Linked DNA regions of Anas platyrhynchos: region 2 is linked to region 1. A link is a contact called in public Hi-C data. All regions are on one chromosome and are shown on one strand. The core of a region is the stretch at or near the end of the contact, and the rest is flanking DNA. Distances in the headings are between cores, read along the strand shown.

Region 1 (4,086 bases), core at 495-2,994:
TTCTTTTCCCTGGGAATTCACAGCTGAGATGGCAATAAGACGTATTCCAGAATGGGAAAAGTTGTTAAGATACGGTTGTCATCATGGTTGTGTAACTGTTGATATTTGTGACATACGTGTTTCACACACTTTCGCTTAATCAGAAGCACAAGACTTTTACCGAGCAGTGGTTAGCTGAAAAACAAAGTCCACGCCACAAGCATCCTAGTTAATAATCACCCCTTTTGTTCTTTACTGTTAGAAACACTTGCGGTTGGATTAGGTCTTCATTCACCTTGCATTCTTGCTTGATTCCATGTAAAGACCCACTGCCCCAGATTCCTTTTCAAGAAGTAGGCAGTGCAGCAGGTGCTGGTGGTGATTTCATTGTGGGGCCAGCCAGGTGGTGGGCTCCGAGGAGCAGTTTTAAGTGGCACCAGCCTGATCCACTGCGCAGGGAAACCAACCAGCGTGCTGATACAAAACTGGCAGCAGGGGAGAGCTGAAGCAGTCCCTCAGAGCTCCTCGTGGTGGGTAAGGGTGACTGGCTCTCCAGTGACGTGTGTGAAGCTCACCAGCCCCTGTGCTCCTCTGCCTCACTCCTGGGAGCGCTCCTCCTAACGCTGGGCATTTTGTGGCTGGGTGTGTTTCACCTGGTCATACCTGGAGGGTTTGCCAGGGTTCCGCAGGTGAAGCCGCTTTCCATGCTGTGCTCTTGATCGCTGTTGCGCCAAGAGATGTTGTAAGGAAGATAATTCCATGTGCGTTGCCGTTTGCTGAGTGAACCTGCCGTTTGGGTTGACTGGCAACCTGGGAAGAAAGTCCTTGAGTCAGCAAGAATCCTTTGAATCATGCACTATGTAGAGGCACAAAAAACTTCCCAGCAGCACAAGGGTTCTGGTGGACATTTCAGTAACCCAGTTTCCCCCTCTTTGAGAAACATCAGGAAGCACAATGAAAGGAAAAAAGACATGAATTGGCAAAAGTGACCGTCAAACGTACAGGAAGAGCAGGCTGTTACTTGCACTGTATCATCCCTCTTGTGTGCCTGTTCAAGGCACTTTGCCTGAAGAGGTGGCAAATAAATGCAAATGTTTTTCTGCACTTATTTATTCATTTTTTTTTTACTTTAATTCACTTTGATTTAATTCTCACCTTCTGGGAACAGACAAGTTACCAGTTCTCACTGGCACAAATGCTTTCAGGAAATGAATTTGAAAGCCATATGTGCAAACATGTAAAGAAATTGAATTGTTTCAGATATTCTCAGGTATTGACGCCATAAGTCCCTCTCCAAACAGAAAGCAGAAAAAAAACAAAGGATATTCCCTTTACTATCCAGTCCGTATTCAACATCCAACGTTATCAGGAAAGCTGACTGAGATTAAGCCACAACATGTTCCTTAAATTGCTTTAAAATAATTATGAATAAGAAATTCAAGAAATCTGCAGTGTGCTCATGAATATGTCATAAATGAAACAAAAAAAAAAACCATGAAAAAACAACCATGTGCCTTGTTGTAAATTATTTGTTCAGTCCTTGTCATATTTTCTTGCTCAAGAGAACAAAATGGATCTAACTGAAACATAAATAATCTTCGAATAATGCATTTATTTATAATGATTTAGGGAGCAAATGTTAATGGATTTGTTTCAAGTGCGACTGGAGCTATTTCAAATGTTTTCTTTTATGGAGCAGATATTAGAGGCAAGGGCCTTGTCTTTTGGTATTATCTCCAGTGGCTGCTTTTTCGTTAATTGTGCGCCTGACGTGGAGCGGCCCGAAGCGCCGCGCGGTGCTGCAGGCGCTCCCTGCCGCAGCACCTCGGCAACTGGGGCAGCGCAAAAACCCGCCGTGGTCATGGTCTTGTGCCAGGTCTGCCGTCGAGGGCTCCAACGCAAACAGTGTTTGTATGCAAGCTCGATATACCTGGAATTCAGTAACAAATGCCTTTTTGCTTTTAAGGCTTTTAGCAAAACATTAGGAGTGCTTTATAGTGTGATACAAAGTACAGTGCCAAAACTCAGGATAACAAGTATGTTTGGAAAACATTGAGCCTTGAACTACTTTCTTTGCTTTAAAAAAAAAATAATAAATAAAGAAGAATAATTCACATCCAAGCATATTTGGTCCACGTTGAACCCCTCTCCCACTGCTGGTTGGGCTGTGTCAGGGACCCATTCGAAGGCTAGACGACGTTTCCACGTGTGCGCCGGGGCGCAGCACACGGCGGAACCACTGCCATTATTCGAGTGCCCTTCCAAGGAAGGTACAAGCGCTGGAACCGGCCGTCAGCAAGGCCTCACAGCTCACGTGTGGTCCGTGTGAGAGCAGCCATCCCCAGCATGGTGTCAGTGGTGGGGACAGCAACCTGGGCTCCAAGCCCTCGGTGCCTGCCCCAGGCCCCAGAGCCGCTCGCCCGCTGGTGGGAGCAATGGAGCAGCCGGGGGCAAGCAGGGCGAGTGGCGGCGGTGCGTGGCCGGTGTCAGAGTGACACTCATGGCACGCCGAGGCTTCCCACAGCGTGGGGTGCAGTCGCATGCTGGAGCATTCATGAGTACAGATAGGAATCAGGCAGATGTTTGTTGGCTGGAATGGGTAATAATTTCTTTATCTCTTTGTTTGATTTTGCATGCTAGCCTCACACGACAATTTCAAAATTGCTTTCTGCAGTACTTTTCAATAAGCAGAATGAGCTTGGCTGGAGATAGATGGAGATATTTCTGTAGGGAGATAAACATATTTTTATACATACACAAATAGGGACTCGCAGACGTACACGTATGTATATTTACTCTGTGTCAGTGTTAGGGGAAGAAAGGATGAGTCTTCTGGACTTTTTGGTTTTAAACCCATGACTTCTATTTTTGTCAGAGCAGACCACATATGACACTGTTATTCAAACTAGAAAATCAAATTAGCACCCTTTATTGTGTTGGCAAACTAATTAAAATGTAAAATGTCCTGAAACCACTGGCTTACTGTGTGACAAATGTAAGATTAGAAACAATTAGAAGGCACTCAAGAGGTTTGTGGTGTTTAGATTTCTGACATTGTTCTAATCATCCCTTTAAGTAATGAAAACAATGGTTACCTAGAAATTAAAGGTTTAAAGGAAATTATCTTCTTCAGTACAGTCATTAGTTAATGATTGTTTATCACTTTAAATGTTGCCATAGTAGTTGGAGGCTGATTTTGAAATTTGAAAGCAGGCAGGACACTGAATAATGAACAAACATCTGCTTCATCTCTTATTTCTATATGCGGTCATAATTTCTATTGTAATATCGTGATTGAAAGATGAATCTGATATTTTTTTATGATGATCCATATCCCATTCGTAGTGTGGCTCAGCATGGCCAGGATTTAGTCACTGTTATTTCAGAGCTGTTTTATCTTAAAAATTGGACAAAACTGAAAGTGATTCATGTTAATTTATACGTGTGGTATGTAACCCTTATGAAACAATCAATCACTTATTTCAGTACTTGTCAACTTCTAGAGCTAGTTGTTACGTTTTTTGATCCATTTCAGGACTCAGGGGTAATTTAAAAAAAAAAAAAAAAACTTTTTTAGAAGAACTTTGACAAGAATGACAGGGTATATAAACATTTCTTGGAGCTGTAAGGAATTTCAATATTTCAGAACATTTCCAAAAACAGATGTTTCCCAAAGTTGGAAATAGTAGTTAGTCCTCTTAGTTGAAGATTGAAAATAATAAATGCAGCAGGCTGATTAATGCAAAGTTACCTATTAATATTCTATTTTCTTCTTTTTTGTACCATGGAGAAATATTCGTGCTTTCTCCCCCAGTCCTTCAGAGACCAGTGTTTGACTTTGTATTAATTAGTTACGTGAAAGTAGAATAGATTAGCCTTGGGGAATATGATATAGAAACGTATAGTGTGTCAAGATGTAACCCATGGAGGACGGGAATCTCGTAATAAGCATTTACTGTAGACAGATGTGTACGTTTCTGTGACTGATTGTAGTGGAATTATTTATTATGCTTTCAGCTGTTAAGAATCCAGTATAAGACAATGTACTCAAATTGTTCTCCATTAATTTTCAGCGCCAAATCTTAAAGGCAGACCACGCAAAAAGAA
Region 2 (4,086 bases), core at 480-2,979, 120 kb before region 1:
GGAAATATCAATTGGAATAATGATACCATCATTAGATCTACCTACTTCATTTCATATTCCCTTTCAGCATGCCTTTGGCAATGGAAGAGAACCTAGCCTATGTTCTCTTACTCCTTTCCATCCCTACAGAACAAAGGAATGCATGATTTTCACTTGACCTTGATTTCATTAGCATCAGTACTAAGAGCTTTTCTTCTTTACAAAACCTGCTGAGATTAAAGAAATGCATTTTTCCCTCTTTCAGAGCTCTGGTTATATACCTAGAAAAAGAAAATCCCTTTTTGTTTTTGAAAGTCGTTCAACAGTTCATCTTTTTCACCTGATTTTCCAGTTGGGGTAGTCCCACCATTAGATTTTTTAGCTGCTACACAATCAAACTCATGGCATTGTGTTGTTATGAAAGAACTGTGATTTTGCAATCTGCATTTTGTCTACAGTGGACAGCTTTTGCTCTCGTTGGGTCTAGAAAATAACTTTCAGTCTGAAATTATAGTGCTAATGCTCAGTGATTGTAACAGCAGCCAGAGTAAGCATGGTGGCAACTGATTTCCAGTGAATGTAGAACTGGAGACAGATTTAAAAAAATGGAGAAAAAAGGGCATCTGGGGTGGCTAGGAGAGGATTAGCCTGGAGGGTCAGTGTTCCACAGGAAAGCATCTAAGTATACTTATAGTTTATACGAGTAAAGGGATAGGAACGTATTTGTTGATACTTGAAGGTAGATGTGATGAAATATGATGAAAGCAATATGCAAAGGCACAAAGTTGAGATAGAAATCCCAGCTTTTTGATGCTGACCAATTATATGGAGAACTTTGGAAAAAAGTTCTCCATACAACAGATGTTGAGGCTATCTAATGACAGGAAGTTTGCAGGATAGCAGCAGTAGGGGTTTCCAGGACTGGCAAAACAAAATGTTCCTAACATGGCGAGTTACTGCAAGTTTTTATGGGCCACATCCATTCACTTTATCAAAATTATATGAAGTCTATTCAGAATATATCTCTAAGTTTTGGGTCAGTTTTGATAGAGTCTGTGAAGGACCTTTGAGCCCTTTCCAATTGTTTCAACAAAACATCACAATTCTTGGAAGGACTGCGTCATTGCACTCCTTCTGTTCCTCATGTATTTTGGCAGTGGTGTATGCCGACACTGAAAAATACACATAAACTCCCCATAAAACCCCAATATTTGTGGTCTTTGTCCCAGTGATCCCACATTTCTAAATGCTATCAAATTAAGAACTGCTACACTTTATCACTGCCACAGATTTCACTAATATATGTCAGAACCTTTGTACTTTTTCCCCCACGAATATTACACTGCAAATTAAGTGTTCAGTATGTACAACAGTCTGGATTTCCAGAATATGATACACATTCATAATTGTGTTTGTAATTAAGAAAGACAAGCAACATCACAGAAATATGTTTTTTTTATTGTTCATTTTCAGTAATGCTTTCTAATTCCAGCCATTTCAATAAAATGTATTACACTAGAGAACAAACATCTGCAGCAAAGGAAAACAGTGGAAACAACCAAATCCCAAAGCAATTTTTCTGATTTGGTGTTTATTGGTAAAGGCTGTCTGAGAATACAGGCAAATTAGCCTATCTCCCAAGACAAGGTTATATGAGAAATGGCTGTCCCAGATCACTTCCCGTTCATGGCAGACATACCATACATAGGGATTGCGCACAGTAATACGATAAAGTGTTATCACATAAGTACAGGCTGAAACACCGTTATGTCTGCAAAACAGGAAGGTGTGTAGGATAATGTCTGTCTTACTGCACCACACTGTGTCAAAACCACAAAGACAATGTGCAGCCTAAGATAGCTCCAGCATTACCACTTTTTTCTTCTGATTTTCTTTACAGGCAGAGATAAATGAAAAGCTGCAAATACAAGAAGAAGCTTATACTTTGAGAACAGAAAAAATAAAAAGTCCTAAATAACCAGATAAGAAAGGTGATGTTGAATTTTACAGAAACTGGGGGGTGGGGGGTGATACACACAGAAGACTGGCTCTCTGCCAGAGCATAATTATTTTTGTATAAAGGAAAATGGTTCACTTAACTTTTACCTAGAAATAGTTCATCCGAGTTCCTCAAATTCACTGTGTTCTGCCAGGATTGTTGTTTAGTTTAGACTTAAGTGGGAGACTGTAAACAGAAGGGTATGTAATACAAGCATGTTGAAGTTCAGTTTATTTCTGAATATAAATCTCAGTTTAAAAAAAAAAAAAAAAAAACTCTCTAGTTTTATTATTTCTTTCTTCCAGTTGTGAAATGCTTAAAAGTTTCTGCTTTTTCAGGATATTTTGCTGGAAGGAGAATACACAGAAAGAAAATGAAATTTTGAGGCATTGCAGATACAATAAGGAGAGAATTTAATTAACATGTAATTATACACTTTTTTCTATAGTTATTCATTAATAACATGTATGTTATTTCATTTTGATTTTTTTCTCTAAGCGTTTAAACTAGTTGCATATATTACACTTCTTTATTTCCACCATACTAAAAATGCATAAACGAAGAGTATGTACTTTTACAGTCTTCCCAGAAATAATTCCTTTTGATTTCCGTGGATTTTTTTCTGGAATACATGTACGTGTAACGTTTCATCTGAGAATGCATTTCCTATTCCTCTGTATACTAACATCATTCCATATTTTGTCAGACATAGAAATGTTGTAAACACAGGAGGAATCCAACTATATAATAATTGACATCAGAAGAACTGGTTTAACGTCTATGTTTCAAAATAGTAAACTATACTAATTGCTATGTTACAGAACTCTGTGCCCTAGAAAGCATGTTAAAAACAAGTCATGCTTTCAAGCGTAAGGGCTGGATTGCATGTTTAAGGGAATATTTACGAAACAGAATATTTTATTCGTTACAATTTTGTATTTGTTTCTCATTAAGTAAATGTTAGGCTTTGTTTCACTTCACCCACATTTTTATGGTGATAACGAAGAACGTTCACAAGCCTGACTCATCCAGGCAAAAATGACAATAACCTGAAATAGTTTGCCTGAAAGGTCTTGTTTGTCACTGCCTGCCTTGCATGGGTGTGCTCCCTGGTTGTGCTCAGAGCTGAGAGCACAGCCAGAAGGGGGCGTTGCCTGCACGTTGTTCATCAGAAAGAGCTCCCAGAATTAAAAGACAATATTCAATAGCTGCGTTTGAGTGCCAGTAGCCTGGAAGTACTCTTTAAAGTACATGTCAGATGTGTGGGCACTGGACTCCTGTAAAGAAGTTGTGTGAGATGTTAAGTGGGCAGAATATTTTAGTTGGTCTCATGTGTTGAGAAAAATTCTTCCCATTACATGATCAGAAGTAAGCTCTATAGCAATTCACTAAAAGTTTTCTTCATTTTTCTACCTAACATGGTCCAACAAGTTAATAAGAGCTTCCTTTCAGCTGTAAAATCTACCTATTCCAATTTGAACGGTGAGGTAATTCATGAGGATTTATTGGTTTATCCTAAAAAACATCCTTTAAAATTTCTAAGATCCATGGTTATGTTCTGCAATGTTTTATTGCTTTGAAATGTGACTCTTTTGTCATGAAAAAATTCTAAAATCAAAAGGACCTTTATTTTGATGCATAAATTAATTTCCCAGAGCATTATGCGAATGTCACAAATTTCCCTGATTTTGAACTCAAAGGTGTGAACATAACTTCTGAAAAGAACTGTCTGTATGGAAGGGGAGGAGTATTTCTTGAAATTTTTGCTGAAAACGTTATTGTCAATTTAGCACTTCAGTCAAATCTGATGACTACAACATTCTTGCTATATGACAAAGCAGAAAAGGTATAATGATGATTTATGTTAGGACCAATGCTAAACAAAGGCTTTTGCCCGTATTTCTTCCTCCCTCTCCCATATTTTGTAGAACTTCTGGGAAATTTTGAAGAGCTTTGAAGATGAGAAGTTGTATATGAACATCAAGTATTACTGCAATGATTTGTTAGCAGTCGCTCCTAGTACATATGCATAACAGCTGAAGTACGGCAGAAATTCCACGTGGAGTTCAAATCCCACAAACCATACTTGCAGCTCTCTTCCTGCTGAC

The links. Hi-C and Micro-C count contacts between places; a contact is called where the count stands out from the background.
Region 2: a Hi-C map of skeletal muscle shows a contact between it and region 1, with 2.5 times the contacts expected there. The contact joins two enhancer-like sites. A contact is called at or near these places in 2 of 8 Hi-C or Micro-C datasets (skeletal muscle and subcutaneous adipose tissue).

Annotation. Positions count from the first base shown.
Region 1 is chr6:9,857,574-9,861,659 of IASCAAS_PekinDuck_T2T, reverse strand. ARID5B (AT-rich interaction domain 5B) reads left to right here. Exons shown (of 10, transcript XM_038181619.2): 5 at 4,053-4,086. Among named protein-coding and RNA genes, the nearest start is that of ARID5B, 74 kb to the left of the region's middle. Within about 2 kb of position 1,744, at least 1 of the 8 cell types and tissues checked has an H3K27ac peak or open chromatin away from gene starts, as enhancers often do.
Region 2 is chr6:9,978,119-9,982,204 of IASCAAS_PekinDuck_T2T, reverse strand. It overlaps CABCOCO1 (ciliary associated calcium binding coiled-coil 1), which reads left to right. Exons shown (of 13, transcript XM_072040065.1): 13 at 1,880-4,086. The coding sequence ends at 1,957. Among named protein-coding and RNA genes, the nearest start is that of ARID5B, 46 kb to the right of the region's middle. Within about 2 kb of position 1,729, at least 3 of the 8 cell types and tissues checked have an H3K27ac peak or open chromatin away from gene starts, as enhancers often do.